Linked DNA regions of Sus scrofa: region 2 is linked to region 1. Evidence: chromatin contacts called from public targeted proximity ligation data. All regions are on one chromosome and are shown on one strand. The core of a region is the stretch at or near the end of the contact, and the rest is flanking DNA. Distances in the headings are between cores, read along the strand shown. Region 1 has its middle 53 kb from the start of SLCO5A1. Region 2 overlaps SLCO5A1 (solute carrier organic anion transporter family member 5A1).

Region 1 (4,788 bases), core at 2,031-4,530:
CTGACAATGTAGTATAAAATCGATGAAAACTCAGTTTCATTAGGAGCCACAAAAAAAAAAAAAACAAACCTAAGAACAAAGACAAATAAGCAGAATTAAACTCTTTTGTCAAGTGTTTCAATACTCCAAGATTTTACAAAGTCCTTGGAACAGGAGGCCAGAACAACCATATTCCACACTTAGGAAATGAAAAATTTTTTAAGTATTTTCAGATAGAAAGGATACATAATTTCATTTAAAACCCAGCTCTCAGGGGAGTTCCCGTTGTGGCTCAGTAGGTTATCCACAGGATGGACGCAGGAGGATGCCGATTCGAGCCCTGGCCTCACTCTGTGGATTAAGGACCCGGCGTTGCCATGAGCTGTGGTGTAGGTTGCAGATGTGACTCGGATCCTGCTGTGGCTGGCAGCTGCAGCTTTGATTCAACCCCTAGCCCAGGAACTTCCATTTGTCTCAGGTATGGCCCTTAAAAAAAATGGAAATCACAGCTCTCACGAAGTTCCCTGGTGATCTAGGTGCTTTAACCTGGAGTCTGGAAACTGGGATCCCACATCAAGCCATGTCCAAAATAAACACACACAGCGCTCAGGTTGTCCTACCCACCAACCCCTGAGCTGTCACCCCAATACAAATATTCCCAAGCCTCATTCTAGTCCCAGGCATGCACCATTATCAATAATAAGAATTTGTCTGGATAGGTAGGCAGTGTGACCAGCAGCTGACAACACTTCCAATTTGGCCATTAAGGATATTAATTCTGTCTTATCATTTACGGGAAATATTTTCCGCTTCGGCCAGCAGCCAGGGCTCCTCAAAGTAACGGAAAGCTGGAGAGCAGGCCCTGTCCTGTCTCCTGGGAAAGCTGGGGAGACCCAGACAGGTCCCCTGAGAGGGTCTGCTCCAAAGCCAAGCGCTCCAGGGTGGGCCTGTGTCCTCTCCTTGTCACCTGTGTGCTGCTAAGCAGCAGGCTGGGCACAAAGGAGAGGGAGGGAATTCCTCCCTGAAAGAGCAACAGACAGCCCTTGACTAGGTTCAGACCCAAAGATAAAAACACTCAGAGAAAAGAATTTTAATTCTCCAGAGATTAGCATACTATAATTATCCATAATTCACTGCTGTCAAGTCTATTGAGACTAATTTTTTTTTTTTTAGGGCCCCACCCGCGGCACATGGAGGTTCCCAGGCTAGGGATCCAATTAGAGTTGTAGCCATCGGCCTACACCACAGCCACAGCAACACCAGATCTGAGCTGCATCTGCAATCTACACCACAGCTCACGGCAACGCTGGATCCTTAACCCACTGAGCGAGGCCAGGGATCGAACCTGAGTCCTCATGGATGCTAGTCAGGTGTGTTAACCACTGAGCCACGACGGGAACTCAGGTTTTTTCTTGCCTTATAGGACTCTGGCAGGTTGCAGCTATGCAGAATCCTTTTCTACCCAGCAACTGATAAACAACAACAACAAAAAACCTTTGCCATTGACCAGATTTCTTTTTGGAAACAGACATAAATTCACTAACCCTATTCTTAGCTACTAGAATCACATCTTAGCAGAGAAAGAAGAAAAGGAAGGGAGCTCTGTGTGTGTGTGTGTGTTTGCCTTTTCTAGGGCCGCTCCCGTGGCATATGGAGGTTCCCAGGCTAGGGGTCCAATTGGAGCTGTAGCCACCGGCCTACACCAGAGCCACAGCAACACGGGATCCAAGCCACATCTGCGACCTACACCACAGCTCATGGCAATGCCTGATCCTTAACCCACTGGGCAAGGCCAGGGATCGAACCCGCAACCTTATGGTTCCTAGTCGGATTCGTTAACCACTGAGCCACTACGGGAACTCCGGGAGCTTTTTATTAAGCTCTTTTTTTTTCATGAAGTATGGTTCGACTAACAATATTGTATTAGTTTCCTTATAACATAGTGACATTATTTTTCTAGATTACACACCACACAAAGTTATTATAATATTGTCCACTAAGTTCTCTGTGCTGCGCATTATACCCCTGTGACTTCTTTATTTATTTTTGCTTTTTAGGGACACATATGGAAATTCACAGGCTAGGAGTTGAGTCAGAACTACAGCTGCCAGCCTACACCACAGCCACAGCAATGCAGGATCTGAGCCCCATCTGCAACCTATACCACAGAAAAAGGCAATGCCAGATTCTTAACCCACTGAGCCCACTGAGCTAGGTCAGGGATCAAACCTGCATCCCCATGGATACTAGTCAGGTTCTTAACCTGCTGAGCCACAATGGGAACTCCCCGACTTATTTATTTTGTAACTAGTAGGATATAACTCTTTAGAGCATTTTAGCCTCTAACTTGTGTGAATTCCACAAAAGAGAGAGTCACAGTCCTTAAATGAAGAGAAAGACAAAGAACTTAATGACACATTTAATTCCTAATTAACAAGACAGTCTGCTATTGCCCTAGTTCACGTCCTGACTCCTGTCCTGAGTTCAATAGCTCATGAGGGGACTGTGGATGATAGATTTGAAAAAGCAACAGCAAATTTGCTGTGATGTTTTATTTAAAAACAGTGATGTGAAAAAAAATTTAAAAATAAAAATAAATTTAAAAAATCAAAAAAAAAGGGAGTTCCCATCGTGGCCAGTGATTAACGAATCCGACTAGGAACCATGAGGTTGCGGGTTCGGTCCCTGCCCTTGCTCAGTGGGTTAACGGTCCGGCGTTGCCGTGAGCTGTGGTGTAGGTTGCAGACGCGGCTCGGATCCCGCGTTGCTGGGGCTCTGGCATAGGCCGGCGGCTACAGTTCTGATTCCACCCCTAGCCTGGGAACCTCCATATGCCACAGGAGCGGCCCAAGAAATAGCCAAAAAGACTAAAATAAAATAAAATAAAATAAAATAAAAAGAGTGATGTGGAGAGTTCCCTGGTGGTCTAATGGTTAGGATTCAGCACTTTCATCGCTGTGGACTGGGTTCAATCTCTGGTCTGGGAACTGAGATCCCACATCCACCTGCTATGTTCCTTGGCCAATAAAAAATGTAAATATTAAAAAAGTGATGGGCTCTCGTGGCCAAAAAGCTTACAGAGATGGCCCCTCAGGTGTTACTCCCCCTCAGGTTCTGTGCTACTCAGACTCAGAGTGAGAGCAAACCAGTCAGTACCAAGGCTTCTTTTTTCTTTTTTTTTTTTTAATGACCACACCCATAGCATACAGATGTTCCTGGGTCAGGGATTGGATCAGGCCCTAGCTGCAACCTACGCCACAGCTCTAGCAACTGCTAGATCCTTTAAACCACTGGGCTGAGCTGGGGAATTGAACCTGTGCCTTCACAGCAACCTAAGTAAGCCTCTGTAGTCATATTCATAACTGACTGCACCAGGGTGGGAAATCCAGTGCCAAGGCTTTAAATCTTTTCTGGGGTCTTTGAAATACATTGACTCATCTTAATTTCACCCTCCCAACAACTGTATGCTAGGCTAGTATGATTCACATAAGAGACTTGGGCCATAGAGAGATTTTAATGACTTATCCAAGGTCATAGGACATTTTCAACACGTTCAGGAATCAAGTCCGGATCTCCAGCCTTGCATGTTGGAAAACATTCTTTCCCTCGCTCCATCTCTCAGCCTCTTCTATTCTGAGACAGTGTTGATGCCCACGCTGAAAATAGAATCCTGCACCACGGCCAAAAGCTCCTCCCCTCCCTGCCCGACAGGGGGGAGTCAGAAGATAACCACGGCCCTCCAACTAGGCAACCGGGGTTTAGCAAAACAATAATGTAAGAAACCCAGTTAAATTTGAAATTCAGACAATGAATAATTGTTTCGCATCAGCATGGCCCATGAAAAATTTAGGACAGACTTATACTAAACTTTTAATTGTTCTTTATCTGAAATTCAGATTTAACTGGTTTCCTTATATCGTAGCTGGGAATCCTACACCCACTCAGCCACACTTTTATCCTTGTGCCCACACTCAGGAATGCATCAAGGACCAGAGACTCTGAGTTCCCTGGTGGTGCAGCTGTTAAAGGATCTGGCGTTGTCCCTTCTGTGGCTTAGGTTCCATCCCTGACCCAAAAACTTCCATATGCTGTGGACAGGGTCAAAACAAAAGGAAAGGATAGGACAGGACACACCACAAATTTTGGAAAGGTTGTTTTCAATTCAATTAATGCAAAATGGTTCTCTAATCCAAAACTCAGATAGGCTCATAGCTATTTTATATAGGAGTTTTTTAGGGGTCTTTTTTTGTTTGTTTGTTTGTTTTTGGTCTTTTTACCGCCGCACCTGTGGCATACGGAGGTTCCCAGACTAGGGATTCAATCGGAGCTGCAGCTGCCAGCCTACACCACAGCCACAGCAATGCCAGATCCGAGCTGCGTCTGCGACCTACACTACATCACAGCAACGTCAGATCTTTAACCCACTGACCAAGGCCAGGGATCGAACCTACATCCTCATGGCTACTAGTCAGGCTCATTTCCACTGGCCCACAACGGGAAATCCTAATTAACTTTTTTTTTTAATGAAACAATATTTATGGAGGTTTTTTTTCCTCCTAACTACAAAAGCAAGATGTGTGCATTTTCCAAAGATGGCTGCAACGCTATCTCCCATTCTCACTTTTCTCCAATGTGACCAAGAGATCATGTCTATGTTGCTTTCCCCTTGAATAGGAATGAGCTTGCAACTCATACTCAGTAGAAGCAGCAGGGTAAGACCACACAACCTCCAAAGCCAAATCAGAAAAGGCAGCACAGCATCTCCCTTGCTCACTGCACTGTCCATACCTGGAGCCCTCAGCTGCCATG
Region 2 (4,787 bases), core at 1,494-3,993, 140 kb before region 1:
GTGATGCTGCTTCTTTCACCTGGATGTTGGAACATGGGATTAGCTTTATTCAATCCTGTACCCTCTTCACCAAGGAGGCCACACTCAGTGACCAATGCCTTGACAACACCACTGTGGACCTCTGCAGCTGAACAACCCAGCTCCTGCTGAGCTCTTTATTCCATTTTTCTGCAAGAAGTTGCCTATCCAGCCTCCGCCTCAACCAGTAATTAAGAGATGGCCTTAGTCAATATGCATTCAATATGCATCAATTCCTACCCAGCTTAGATCTGGACCACTGCCCAGGAAACCTTGAGGTCAAAATGGTGCATCTGGAGGGAAATGGGATGATCCAGACAGCTCTGCCCCTTAGTCTGGCTGGAACAGAGACACACAGGATGGACTAGCAGTGTTTCCCAATGAGTGTCCTGAGGAACACTGTTCATGAAAAAGAATGCCTTATAGAAAAAAAAAAAAAAAAGCTGGACTTTATGATCAAATAAATTAGGGAAAGAGTGTACTTCGAACCTTCCTTGGAAGTTTCTCAATGCACATTATTATATTAAAAGTTGTGAAAAGTCCTGCAGCAAAGAACTATTGTTTAACTCAGAAAGTCCCAAATTTATTTGATGCTGAACTTTTCCAGTAACACCTCTTAATTTTGAAACTTATTTCGGGAAATGCTGAGATGACTTTTGACAGTTCTGTGGCTTCAGATCTACCTACAAGACAACTCTTGGTTATCCTGCTCAAGGCTTGTTTCATAGTCTGTAAATATGACCTTGATATCAGGAAAACATACATTTTTTTAAAAACCAACAGAAAGAAAAACATATTTATAGGTGATAATTACAAGGTCCACAGCAGGGCACGCTTCATGAAAAGATTAGCTATCACGAACTCACAGCCAATACATGTGTCTGTTTAAGGGCAAAGTGAAAAGACAACAAAATAATTATGCAACTATGTCAAGTCAACTTCTCTTTCTACAATAATGGAATTGTGTCTGTTAATTTTCAGGTGATCCAAGCTTGCTGAGTTTGAATATGAATGTGGAACAGAAAGTGGGAGCCAAGGCCACAGAGAAGTTCTTGTAATTCTCCACTTAACTATTTAAATATACTTTATTAATAAATTGAGCCTTAGGTGGATAGTTATTTCACCATCTTTGAAACCACTAAGGAAACATCCATAATATTACATGATACAATACACTAAAAATCCCAGTATCTGAGAATTCATGTTCCCACATTTCTGAGCACCCACCTTACTACGGAAAAAAAAAAAAATTCTGACTATCTGACCATTAAATACTGTGGGTCCAAGTGCCAAAGTCTTCTAAAAATCAATTTTCTCAGACATAAAACATCATCTAAAATAAAATCCACAGATTTCCTTTCCAACTTCAAGCATCTCCAGTAACGCAATTAAAATCTGTTCACATTATGAAGGGAAAATCCTGCTACCATGAAACTGATCTATATTTCATACCATGAATTTTTTTTGTCTTTTTTTTTTTTTTTTTTGCCTTTTCTAGGGCCACGCCCACAGCATATGGAAGTTCCTAAGCCAGGGGTCTAATCAGAGCTGTAGCCGCCGGCCTACACCACAGCTCACGGCAACGCCGGATCCTTAACCCACTGAGCAAGGCCAGGGATCAAACCCGCAACCTCATGGTTCCTAGTCGGATTCATTAACCACTGAGCCACGAGGAGAACTCCCAATTTTTTTTTTTTTTAGTTTAATACTTTCATACTCATGTCAACCCATAAGATTTATTCAGATTTAAATGTGAAGGCTTTGCCTATTTCATGCTTTTTAACTAAGAACCATAAGAACACAACTATGCAGAATTCCCCCTTTTTCAGAACACAGTTGGTAAAAAGTGTCACACAGTAATACAATCCGAAGCAGAGAGAAAACATTCAAAGACTTCCTCCTAAAATCTGCGAGGGGGAAGGTTGCTGTGAATGAACTTAAATTTAACACTTCGATGTTAGAACGAACTTTCTCTTCACTCATTGCATTTTAGTTTAGTGGGCAAAAATGATCATGGTTTCAAGGAGTTCTAACAGCAGTGCCTTACCAGTGTAGATGCTGGCATTGGAAGCCGGAATACCAAACTGTGACTCGATGAACTTGGGAATGAAGGTAATGAAAGCAGTGACAATGGCACTCTCAGCTGTGTATGACAAACTCACAAAAAGGAATGTCATGTTGCTTAAGATCCTGACAGCTGCTCTTGGTAGGTCTATAAAATGACAAAAATGACAAATGAATGTTATAAACAAGGGATGGAAAAGAAAAGAAAATTGAATTGCTTCTGAAATGAACTGGAACTAGCCATTCAGCAATACATAAAAACCTGATCACTAATTAGAACTCATCCCCTTTATTAAACAGATTTGGGTTTGTTTGTTTGTTTGTTTTTTAACTAGGATAAGGAACTTTAATATAGAATCCAAACACATACCCATACACACATATCCTTATAAGAAGTACTCAACCTATGACTCTTGTTTCAGAAACTGCTTAAGGTAAATGATTGGCATTTTTATGGATTAAAATAAAGCTATTTTTTGTAAGACCCTAAAAAAGTCTGCCAAATGTGGAAAGTACCTGCAATGTAGTCCTAAATTAGTTTCCACTTCACCCAACTCCCATTTCCCTGAGTAAAGTCACTTCGGAGGTGCCATCTGCCTGGCCTGACACGCTGACGCCCACAGCAGAGGAGCTGGTACATGATGACAGGCATCTGTTCTTCCAGCCTCGTTATGAAACAGGAAATACTACAGCTAAAAGGGATAAGGCCACCACGCCAGACATTCCAGGGACTTTGGCTCAAGGAACAAACGGAAATGATCTCCGAAGGAGCGGGACAGCCCAGAGGCGGGAGCTCAGGGGCCATCCACCTGCCTCTCAAGGAAGAGAAAAAAAGCCTCATTTTGGAATCTAGGCATTTATTTTGCATAACCTGCTATCTACGTGCTTCAAGATGAATATGCATTTTCATTGCAGCACTGTTTTCAACAACAGAAATTTAGGGAAAAAAACTAAATGTCCATCAATGGGAAATGTTTAATTATGGCACAGCCGTGTAATGACATACTATGCAATAGAAATGAAATAGAGCTTTATGTACTGGCATAAAAGGAACTCCAAGAAGTATTTATGCTTAATGAATAAAGCAAGCTGCCGCAGAAATATACCTATACATGTGTGTAAATATACATATAATATTTAGCTAAAAATCAAACAAACCAAAACAATGCATTTATATACAGTTGAATGTATACTTTTAAATATACATAACACCGGAGTTCCCGTGGTAGCTCAGCGGTAACGAATCTGACTAGTATCCATGAGGACACAGGTTCGATCCCTGGCCTTACCCAGTGGGTTAAGGATCTGGCACTGCTGCGAGCTGTGGTGTAGGTCACAGGCACGACTCAGACCTGGCGTTGCTGTGGCTGTGGTGCAGGCCAGCAGCTATAGCTCCAATTCAACCCCGAGTGTGGGAACCTCCATATGTCGCAGATGTGGCTATAAAAAAAAAAAAAAAAAAAAAGACAAAAAACACACAAACAAAAAAATATATAACACCGAGAAGTTCTATAAATCAAGTAACATTGGGAAAGAGAAATAAAAAGGGGTTCTATGTATATAGTTTTGTATTTTGGCATGTTTGCAATGTGAATTCACTCACGTGTATATGATCTTTACATGTTTTCCTGGAAAAGGTACATAAGCTGCATTACTTTTGACATGTACAGTTTCTCAGTTATCAGAACAGTTATCTCTTTATGCTACAATAATTTCATAAAAATTAAGCACCAACTCTTATTAAAGCTATAATTCAGAGCCTGTTCACCAGAATTTAAGACTTGCAAAGTCAAGACTATTCACTATTATCATTTTAAAGTGCAAACTAACTTTGATGTTCTAGATCATAATTTGTTTCAAGTTTAAATATTTTAAAAGAAAAATTAAGATGCATACTTTTTTTAACATGGACAAACACACCAGAAAAAGTATCATCAGAGTACTTCATATAAGTACCTAATATTGTCTTATAAATATGGCAAATCAAAATGCCATACCCAAAATTTAAAATTAGAAAGTTAATAAGATTTCCTGTCAACATTTAAAGATTCAAATTAAGTTAGCTAATATATTAAAAGCCAATGTGTTGAATCGAAAACATCTGGGGAAAATACAAAATAAAATGTTTAAATCCAAGAAGATAACATATGTATAACATGAATATTTTAAAAGACACTAGTTACATAAAACTGGTTTTTCTCTTATGCCCATTTAGTACGGTAAGATAGCCTTCTAATTTCAAAGCTAACTAAAAAACACACATGGTGATTCTCTCTCTCTGTTTTTTTTTTTTTTTTTTATGTCTTTTGTCTTTTTACGGCCGCACCCATGGCATATGGAGGTTCCCAGGTTAGGGGTCGAATCGGAGCTGCAGCTTCTGGCCTACGCCACAGCCACAGCAACGCCAGATCCTTAACCCACTGAGCGAGGCCAGGGATCAAACCTGAGTCCTCATGGGTGCAAGTCAGGTTCGTTAACCACTGAGCCACAATGGGAACTCCTTCTCTTTTTTACTTGAAAGAAAACTTACTGTTATTTAAGAAGAATTTGGCAAAAGTTCCAACTTTCAACAACTTTAAGTTAGCTTCCTTTTTTCTTCCACCTTCCTCCTTGCCTTTTGTTGGAGTTAAACTTTCAAACTACATGCCCTGCAGAGTGGAGGGCCACGTCTCTAGGGCTACATCTTTGGCTGGTGGGGCTGGTTA

What was found.
Region 2: a contact with region 1 is called in a targeted proximity ligation map of skeletal muscle. A contact is called at or near these places in 1 of 47 Hi-C or Micro-C datasets (heart right ventricle) and 1 of 2 datasets of targeted methods (skeletal muscle).

Annotation. Positions count from the first base shown.
Region 1 is chr4:65,383,468-65,388,255 of Sscrofa11.1, reverse strand. No RefSeq gene overlaps it. Among named protein-coding and RNA genes, the nearest start is that of SLCO5A1, 53 kb to the left of the region's middle.
Region 2 is chr4:65,521,972-65,526,758 of Sscrofa11.1, reverse strand. It overlaps SLCO5A1 (solute carrier organic anion transporter family member 5A1), which reads right to left. Exons shown (of 11, transcript XM_005663031.3): 5 at 2,066-2,230. Among named protein-coding and RNA genes, the nearest start is that of SLCO5A1, 85 kb to the right of the region's middle.